Regions from separate parts of the Gossypium hirsutum genome. Here region 2 is linked to region 1. Evidence: chromatin contacts called from public Hi-C data. All regions are on one chromosome and are shown on one strand. Each heading gives the region's core, a stretch centred on a gene start, on an enhancer-like site or on the middle of the called end of the contact. The rest is flanking DNA. Distances are from core to core; before and after follow the strand shown. Region 1 holds the start of LOC107957416. Region 2 holds the start of LOC107957411.

The links. A called contact is a pair of places that touch in the nucleus more often than the background predicts.
Region 2: a Hi-C map of leaf shows a contact between it and region 1, with 3 times the contacts expected there. The contact joins the promoter of LOC107957411 here to the promoter of LOC107957416 in region 1. A contact is called at or near these places in 5 of 34 Hi-C or Micro-C datasets (callus and leaf).

What each region holds. Positions count from the first base shown.
Region 1 is chrA05:37,605,917-37,610,961 of Gossypium_hirsutum_v2.1, forward strand. LOC107957416 reads left to right here and starts at 2,641. Exons shown (of 2, transcript XM_016892934.2): 1 at 2,641-3,346; 2 at 3,657-4,008. The coding sequence starts at 3,093. The coding sequence ends at 3,789.
Region 2 is chrA05:37,998,479-38,003,837 of Gossypium_hirsutum_v2.1, forward strand. LOC107957411 reads right to left here and starts at 2,636. Exons shown (of 3, transcript XM_016892930.2): 1 at 2,273-2,636; 2 at 1,983-2,037; 3 at 1-1,512. The coding sequence starts at 1,449.

The sequences.
Region 1 (5,045 bases), core at 1,391-3,890:
CAATACCAAATCTCTATTTCTCCAACCTTCATCAGTAATAACATGTCGCTTCTCTAAAAACTTAACAACCAATACCCTAATCCCTGATCTATTCTTTGCTTCTTCTTTAGGCTTTTCTCCTCTATCCCAACTCATTCGACCTGACAAGCCCACATTAACTGACTACCACAGACAAGTTCACAAAGTCGACCGAAATGGATATATGATGACAATAGGCTGCCTCCTCAATAAGCATGTGAAAGATGGCTGCTTCAACACCATCAAAACCTTTAGCTTCATCACTAATACAAAATCCTTTCTCTTGATCTTCGACCCTTTGATCCAAACCTTATATTGTTTAGACAAAGGACTCATGCGCAAACACAAGTTCGATTTGCTCATCGCACGTCTTTGCAAGGTCAAAAGGATCGAGGAGTCGTTGCATGTAGTTCAAACTATGATGGGAAACAGTAGGTTGAACCCTGCCACCTTTCATTTAATTATGAACATGTTAACGAAGAAGAGGATGAAGGAGGCGAGGTTGGTGGCGGATCTGATGAGAGTTATTGGATGTGACAACATGTAAAATTTTTTAATTGATGACATACTATTAGGAGTGTAAGTTGATATAGGTGAGCACAATGGAGAAATAAAGGTTACAAAAATTTTAAAAATAAAAAACTGTCATTTTGTAAAGGATGAGGACTAAATTTGTTGAATTTTTTTTATATTTAAGATTAAATTAATAGAATATGTAAACATTAGAAGCTAAATTTAGCATTAGACCTGTCGAAACCATTTTTTTTTTGAAAATGGGAATCGACCTTGTTTAAAAATGAAAATTAAAACGGGAGTCGCCACCGATCTTTATTAGGTGTGATCGGATCACCTTTGTTTTAATAAAACATTTTAGTTTATTAAAACGGGGTTTTTTTGTCTACGAATCTCGAGAGAATGGGTTCGGGAGTCGGTTACGTGCGAGGAAGGATTAGCACCCTCGTCACGCCCAAAGATTGGTACCGAATTGATTAGTTAGTGTCTTAATGTCGAAAGTTGAAAATCAAGAATAGATTTAAAATACGATCCCTTTTTATTAGCATCGATTTTAAAATTTTTGGATTAGCTCAAAACAATTGTTAAACATTTCCTTGTTTCGAGATATCGGAGTATCACATCCCGTAAGTTAGGACACAATACCATGAACTTCCCGAGCGCAAGGTTGTCTTTAATTTTAATTGGAATTCTGTGTATTTTAAAACTCAAAAGGGTATTTGGCTATTTAGAATCAATCGAGAAAACCGAAACCCCGTAAGTTAGGGCACAATTCCTCGACGCTCCAAAATGCAAAACATTGCCTTATTTTGAAATTTTTGTTTTTGAATAGTAGCGAATACGATATTTAAATAACGTGCATTATTCGTTTAGGTTAAAACGATTTATTAGATAAATGTAGCGAGGCTTAATTCATGAGGCGATGATATGAAATAAGAGTATAGTGCGACATGGAACGATGATACATGAATAAAGATATTACACAAGCGAATGACAATAATATGAAAGTACAAATAAACGAATCATAGTACATGCAATGGCAATAATCTCACGATACGCATCATTTATATACTAACATTAATAATCAAAGACCAATGAATTAAATAATATATAACGATTTAAAAGGTTATAAAGCAAATTAAAATAAACAAAGTGTAAAATAAATTTTAAAATGATAACAAATGAATTTAAAATAAATAATGTGAAAAAGAAATTTAATATCAACAATGTTCAAAATAATTTAAAAATAGAGTACATGTAAAAGAAATTTTAAAATAGTTAATATACAAGACATCAAAGAAATGACTAGTATATATATAATAAAAAAATAGATATAACAATTTGAAATTGATAATATATAAAAAAATTTAAAGTAAATAATAAAACAATTTAAAATGAATAATACATGAAGCGAGTTTAAAATAAATAATGTAAAAGAATTTTAAAATCTATATTATACAAAGCAAATTTTTTTTAAAAAAGGAATTCACATGAGTAATTTTAAAATAGATAATATATATATATATACATACGAAAGTATGAAACAATGTATATAAAAAAATTAAAGTAAATTATAATAACAAAACATTTTTAAATAAATAAATAGGTTTCGAAATAAGGTATGAAAACAATTTTAAAATAAACAATATATATAGGTCAATTTAAAAAATATATATATATACATAGAGATAAAAAAACTTGAAATAAGAGGGAGCTTAAAGAAAATAATAATAATAATAATAATAATAATAGAAATATACAAAACCATCATTTTTTTTAATAATATGTATAAAAACAATTGGAAATAAACTATATAAATGATATGTGAAAAGTATCAAAAACGTATAATATAACAAAATAGCTTAGTACACTCAATGTATATAAAAAAACAATTTAAAATGGATAATAATACAATTTTAAATAATCAATATTAAAACAAGTTAAAATAAAGCATGTACATAAATAATCTAATAACAAACCGCATGCAGAATATTTGAAACAGCACATAATAAGACATTTTAAAACAGATAAATAACAAAAGAAATAAAGGGATTTAGGACGTGATTGAAAATGGACCAAAATTCAGGGTAGCGATTGCAAATAAAAAAAGAAGGCCACTGGGGACTAAATCAAAACACGCTTAGATTCGAGAGGACCAAATGAGGGAGTGTTCCAAGTCTAATGCGCTGCGTTTCACTTGTCCAGGCCAGGGATCAAATCAGAAATGAAAGAAAATAATAGGGCAAGATTTTAAAAAATAAAAATGCAAAGCGGGACTAAATCAAATGGCGTAGGAAAGAAGGAGGGATCATAACCGCAAATAGCCATTTCGGCCTCAAAAACACGCGGGTCTCTCTTCCAATCGGGTCGGGCCGCGGGTTCCCCCTAAAAGGCATCGTTTTAAGGCCTGGGGGGGTTAATGAAACTATGCCGTTTCATCAATATTATTTAAACCAAAAAACCTTTTTTTTTTTCATTTTTCAGACTTCATTTAAAAAAAACAGAGAGCTTCTTGCTTTCTCTCCCTCCCATTTTCCTCTTAGCCTCCCCCATGGCCGACCATGGGCTCATCGGGGGCGTCTCCTCGCCCATGCCTCGAACGGCAGTCGGTGTTGAGTGAAACGGGCCCTTTTGGTCCTCTTCCGAACTGGTTCGAAGGCGGAGCCTTCATAGCCCATCGCGACGGAAGAGAAAAGGGAAAACCCCCTTTTTGGTTCGTTGTTCCCTTCCACGGCCATTGGCTGAACCCCCAGGGGTTCAACGACCTTCAAATCGGCGAGGGAACGCCGGAGCACCCCCAAACAGTGAATCGGAGGTACGTCTTTACAATTGTTATCTTTGTATTATTATTTCATATGTAAAAAGAAATGAAAAGAAAAAAAAACAAAACAAAGTAAAATACAAAGATTAGAAACTGAAACGCAAGCAATAAAATCACCTTCGAAGAATTTCTATTTCTTTTTGATTAATCTTGTTTTGTAAGTGTCTGTAACCGATTACAAAGAAAAGATCTTGGCTTTTAAAGCCAATCTACCAACTGTTGGTTTTATGATTTTTGTTCTTTTGCTCTTTATTTCTTTGTCAATCGCGTGCATTTTTGCTGTTGTATCTTGATTCTGTTGCAGGTGTCATACGACGCGTGGAAAAGGCGATGGTCAGGGCGTGGTGGCCGAAGGGAGGCCAAGAGTTCGGCAGCAGCATGCCTGGAGGGCTAGGGCTGCTGCTGTTTTCTCTTCTTTGCAAAGGGCTAGGGTTTAGTTTGTTTGGGCTGATTTGGGCTAAAATTTGGGTAGTGGGCTTGGTTTTAATTTTGGATCTGAAATGGGTTTTAAAATGTTGGGCCACACATATTGTAAATGGACTAAAAAAATGGACTTTTTAATTATTTGGTGGGTTTATTTTGGTTTTATTGGTTTGGGCCAAAATTGGCTATTACAAGACCAATAAAAAAAACTCCACATTAGCACTTTCGTCAAATTTTAAATGGTTGTTAATGTTTTGTAAAAAACCAAAAAAATTGTTTTCGAATAGTTTAGTGACTAAATCGGAAAATTTAAAAAGCTAGTGTTTGTTTTTTTATTTTTGGTTTAAAAAATGACTAAAAAACATGTGTTCACAAAGCTTGTTTCAGATCCAAATATGAGCTTCTCTATTCCTTTTCATTGTATAAGAACATCTTTGGGTTCTTTTACACATTTTGAACTTTTCTTTTTCTACCTAAAACTGACCAATCTTCTTCAATGAAACAATAATTCACCAGTTTATCATAAATAATGAAATACAATAAATGGAAGTTATTTATTTATTTAAATGAAGTGGAAAATCAAAATTTTAGAAATAATTTCAGGTTAGATTTTTTTACAATTTTAACGGGAGTGATTAAAATAATCAAACTATGTAATATAGGTGTTTAAATTGTAAAAAAAAAATCAGGTGTCTAAAATGAAAACTTTTGAAAGTTAAGTGATTATCTATGTAGTTTACCCTAAAAATTAAGGTAAACAACACTAGTAGTTACTCAACTATTAGTATTTTTTTTTGTCACCCTATTATGAAAACTTACAAAATAGTCACTCAATTGTTCAATTGTTTTTTCTGGTCACCAATTGGCTTGTAGCGACGTAAAAAATTTAGCTTGGTCGCTAATTGTGGCGATTTAGTGAAAACTTGAAAACTGAAGTTTGATTTTGAAATAAAAAGGGAGTCGCCACCGATCCTTTTTCCTAGGTGTGATCGGACACCTATTAGATTTCTTTTTTTTTTAAAAAAGAAGGCCGAGTTTAGGTCTACGTCAAAAGCCAGAAAAAAATTAGGGTTCGGGAGTCGGTTACGCGCGAGGAAGGTATTAGCACTCTCGCGACGCCCAAAATTGGTATATTGTAAAACACGTGTTGTCTTGATTCTCAAAAATACAAGTTTAACTTAATATTTAATCGCGATCCGATTGAAATACTAAAATTCGAAATTTTTGGTTTTTTAAAACGGTGTCCCGCTTTTAACACAAGCCGGCGAAT
Region 2 (5,359 bases), core at 1,386-3,885, 390 kb after region 1:
CTTATACCTCTGGTGATATCTGTAGGCAAACTCGAGAAGAAGCTCAGTCTTCCCTATTCCGGAGTCCCCCGTTACACAGGCAATACCCTTTCCATATATGAATTTCGCTGGTCTCTTTCTTCGTGAATTCCGTCCACTGCTTCTTGGTCTTTGATAGCGCTGCCTTTCGGTGCTTTGCATCTCAATCTCCTTTTCCGACTCCTTCCAAATGACTGGTTCTTTACCCTTTCGACTACCATTCTCCCAATTGCATTCCCTACGTCTTTCCTCCAATGATCTGCTCTTACTCCACCCGATTGTCAAATGCTTTCTCTTTGATCTAGCCTTAAGTTCGAAATAATCTCTTTCGGATTCTCCTGAAATGTCACCAAAAAGTATAAATTCTAGCTCAGACAATTCTTTCTTCCTGCCGATGAAGTTTTCATTTCGAGGAAACGGGAATTCCTCTTTGTCTACTTTTTCTCTCCACTTCGTTAACCGATCTACAACACTTCGTCTTCCTAACCGCATTGCCAAATGGGTTACAGCTCGTAATATGCAGTCTCTCCAACAACCCTCCAGAGCTTCCAGTTTCCATGCATCGGCTTGAACAAGGCCATTAACGGCTTCCTTCCACTCCTTCTCCAATCCTCCATACGAAATCCATAACTCACCCCCATGTTTTTCCCATAGCTCTCCCCTCTTCTCAACTATATCCCGGACAAGACAATCACCGATATTCAAATCAAAATAGATCGGAACCAAGTTTTTCTTGCTCGAAAAAAATCTAAGCTCCTCAATAGTATATGGATTCCTGAATGACTTCTTTGTTAGAATCAAAACACCAAAGGAAGAAACATCCATTGCCCTTTCTATACGTCCATGCTTACGCGAGTTCCTAAAACGAGCTCCATCGGATACAAAGCAACTCAACCCTTGAACTTCCAATTCAGCACGGAGCCAATTCGTGAACCTCAGCAAGGAAGGTTTCCGACCATGTAACCCGATGTAAACATCGTAACTGCTTTGCTGATAAGACGATAATGATATCGGAACAGGGGAAAACATCATATCATGGCTTCTTATATGCCTTCTGTGTTTCTCTATAATACCAGAAAAACCATTGTCATGCAAATGGCCATAAGTGCATGATGAGTGGTCGAATTTCGGGAAATCACTTGAAACACAAGCAGCCGGCATTAATGACACGTCCGAAACAGCAAATCCAACATTTGCAAGGCATTTAGGATCTGGAATTCCAGAACTCGAACTTGGAGGATCAGCACTTAAATTAGTACTATCACATTGAACATCAAACCGTGCTGATTCAGACAACTGACAGGTCGATGATCTCGGGGAAAAGAACGGTGACTGATTTGCAGAAAAGAATGCCGACGAAGATGATGACATAGTTCTAGACGTTGTTGTCGGTAGCAACCCCAACCGGCCGCTATCTTCTCCGAGATCCATATTTAAGACACTTCCTCTCTCGAGCCAGATCCCATAAGTGCAATCAATGTATGAGAAGCCAATCTGAAACAAAAAGGGATTGAAATTAAACAATAAGAAAACATGAAAACACCAAAGAAAGACATGTATTTATTTTGTCCGAAACCAAATCCATACCAGCGATGTTTTAGTTTAACAAACATCAATGTCATTATAGTAAACAAAAAACTAACAATTACAGACACCAAATTCATACATTTTCAAAGCAAAACTCAGAAATAAATATTTCAAATCTTTGAAACACAAAGAATATGAATCAGACTAACAAATATGGCTTTAAAGAAAGCTAAATTGAAGCATAGATTTATTCAAAGACTCGTCATTTTTCTTGATACATTAGAACATACTCATATCCGATGCTCACAAGTCACAACCGACTAACATAGTTCGAAAAATCAAAAAAATGAAAAGAGAAACATGAAAGTAATGAGTAGAGTTTAAGCTCTAGAACATTACAGATCTAAAGAAGCAATTTTCAGATCTGAGGAACTTACTTGGCTTCAAACAATGTCTGCCGAATCGATCAGAAACAAATTTAGCTTCACAAAACTGCAAAACAAAGCAAATAATTAGCCAAAATATATATAAAAAAGATGTATTTTTTATGGCAAAATTGATAACATTTTCGAGTTCGACAATGAAATAGACAAAGTTCTACCAAAGCTAAATCGCGCAAAGGAATTAGTTTTAACCATTAAAACTTAGATTTGATAAAAACCCATTCTTAGAAACAGATTAAACAAAGCAAAGATTTTGAACAATGTTGCCAAGAATCAAAGATTACCTTACTAAAAAGTTGAAAACAGAAAGAACCCAAGATTTGGTAATGGCATCCGAAAACCAAAAGCCTCAACTTGTCCTAAAAACACACACACTTGTTTTGCTTGTTTCTCTTATCTTTTTTTTCTTGTCTTTTTAAAGAACACAATGTCTATAGAAACAAGATTTTCTCTTTCTATGTCTTTGTCTATAGTATTTTTGGGGCTAACAAAGAAGAAGAAACAGCGTTGAAGAAGAGGGGAGGAATGGGACCCAAAAAGATGACCTGACGAGGTATGGGTTGATAGACTCCACTTCACTGCATTCTTCTTTATATATATACACTTTTTTTTTTTGGCTGACAAGACAAAATCCAATGTGTTTTACGGCTTCTGGATTCACATTTGAACATGGTATGGGGTTTTGTTTTTGTCCACTGTTGTTCTTCCTGTGGGTAAAAACAGTAATTTAGACTGGATATGATTATAAGATGTACATAAAAAAATTAACAAAAATATTTGTATATTTTTTAATTAAAATTTTATAACAAATAATAGGTTTAATCTCATAAAATGAAATGTAAAATTTTAGAAAGACGTAATTTCATTTTTACAACAAAAGACTAAAATATTAAATAAAATCAAAATAGAAACTGAGTATCCAATGCCAATGCCGGTGGTATTGTTAGCTTTCAGCTGTTCTTTGGTTTTAAGGTTACCACTAGGGAACCAAACATAGTACTTTGGTTTTCGAAACCCAACAAAAGTGTTTCTCGTTTTACTCTTTTTGAGATGATTTTTATTCATAATTTACAATGCAAAAGTTCACATTGTCATAATCGCCCTTTAATAATTGACATATTTCAGTCAATCATTATTTCTTTATTTTCTCTTTATCAAGTTGATTGTTTTAAATATTCTTTTAGTTTTTATTATAAATATCTTTGTACAATAATTTTTCAAGAAAAAAATATATTATTGGATAATTTGCTGAAAATTCCACAAACCATTCAATAACTACGGTCTCCTTATTATAATTATAATGGTAAATTTTGTAGTTTTGGTCTCTTTATTATAATAACATTTGAGATTTGATTTTTATATTTTAATTTAACATATGATATTAGTTAGTCTAAATATTTAACATTCTTAATTATTTTGATTAATTTTTTATGTCATATGTAAATTATATTATAATTTGACATATGACATTTGGTTTTTTTAGTCATTATAATATAATAGTTGCAGCTTCAATCTTTTTACTATGCTCACATTTGGGATTTAGTCATTATATTTTAATTTAACATCATTTGATCATCTACTTTTACGATTGCATTAGTTAGCTTAAATAATTAGAATCTTTATCTCAAATAATTAGAATCCTTAATTATATCGATAAAAATAATTACGTGAATTTCTCTTGAAATCACCTTTCTAACACAATATATATATGCATAAAGTTGGAATGGGTATTTTTTAAAAAAAATTAAACTTAATATTTTGAGCAAAATAATTAAGGATATCAATTATTTCAACTAACCAATGATATTAAAGAGAGAAACCAAAAATCAAAATTATATCAAATTAAAGAATAGATACGGAATTCTATATTTAACACAGTAAACAAGCCATAACCATTATTTGATCTAAATCAATTTATGTCTAACACAATCATTTATCATTTGATTTTTTCTATAAAAAAGTTAATTTAATTGTAAAAAAAATAGGGATAAAAAATATGTTTGAGTGAAATTCATTAATATTTCATTATTGATATTAAATAGTTTTGGTAGACATCATTATTACCTACAAAATTTTACGAAAAACATTTACAAAGGATTTGCCCAGGGGAAAATATACAAATTTAATATAAGTAGAGCGTTGTGTGTGAGAATTTATAGAGGTAGAGGAAAAGGAATGACATCACATGACAATGATAAAGAAAAAAAAAAGGGAATTTAACAGAACACCACACTAATCTTTATTCTGCAAATAGTTAACAAAGTCTGGCCAATCTTCCTTTTTGGTCATAAAAAAAATTACTTTCACATTGAATGCAACTTGGTAAAAGAGAAAAAATAAATTCTTTTTGTGATGTAATTTCTTATATATTACAATTAAATTATTATTACATTTAATAATTTCATTTTTATACTATCTGAAATTTGCAATGGATTTTATTATTTTAAAATATTCACTAATTTGTAAAATGGATTTGGTGTTCGAAAGTGTTTATGTTTAACCTCTTTGGTCGGTCACGGGAGCATAATATTTATCATATTATTGCTTCTCGGGTTTTAAAAATGTAAGGTTAATGAAATGAAATGGAAAAATAAAATAAAATGATAATTAATCAAAACTAAATAAATTAAAGGATAATTTTTTTATTTTGTTCATTTAATTAAAAGAGTTACAATTTGATCATTGAAATATTTGAAAGTTTTTATTCAAGTCATTGAACTATTTAAAGGTTTTTTTATTTTAAAAAGTCATTGAGTTGTTAAGCTTTTTTTTTTAAGTTTCGCCAGTAAATTTCAAGTAACGATTCAATGGTTGGTATGGTAGATCAATACCAATCGCCAAGTAAAAAAATATATATTAAATCCAAGTTAATCTAATAGTAAATGTTATAAATTAGAGAAAAAAATCTAAATTTTAATTCAAAGATTCATGAAGTCCAAAGTTGTTTAATAAAAAAATTAATTATAGAAGATGAGGAGAAAGAAAGTTTTCTATTGATACATAGAGTGCAAACAATAAAAGCTTTTAAATAATTTAATAATTAAATTCTAATTTTTTAATTAAGTAACTAAATAAAAAACTTCTCCTAATTGAATGGTTTCGGATATGCTAATTAGAATTACCAAATATTGATGGTAGAATATAATATGTTTTTTTTTAAACAGTAACTTAAAAAAAATAGTAAATAATAAATAAATAAACAAATAATATCCCTATCTACCAAAGGACTGTTTGGTTGACTTATTTAGTTTCAATTCAGTACTTATTTCAGTTAGCTTTTCTTCTGCATTTTTACCATGTGGGGTCCTCAAAGTGTAAGATGAACATGGACACACTGAAATGTGTCTTATCGGAAAATAATAGATTTTTAA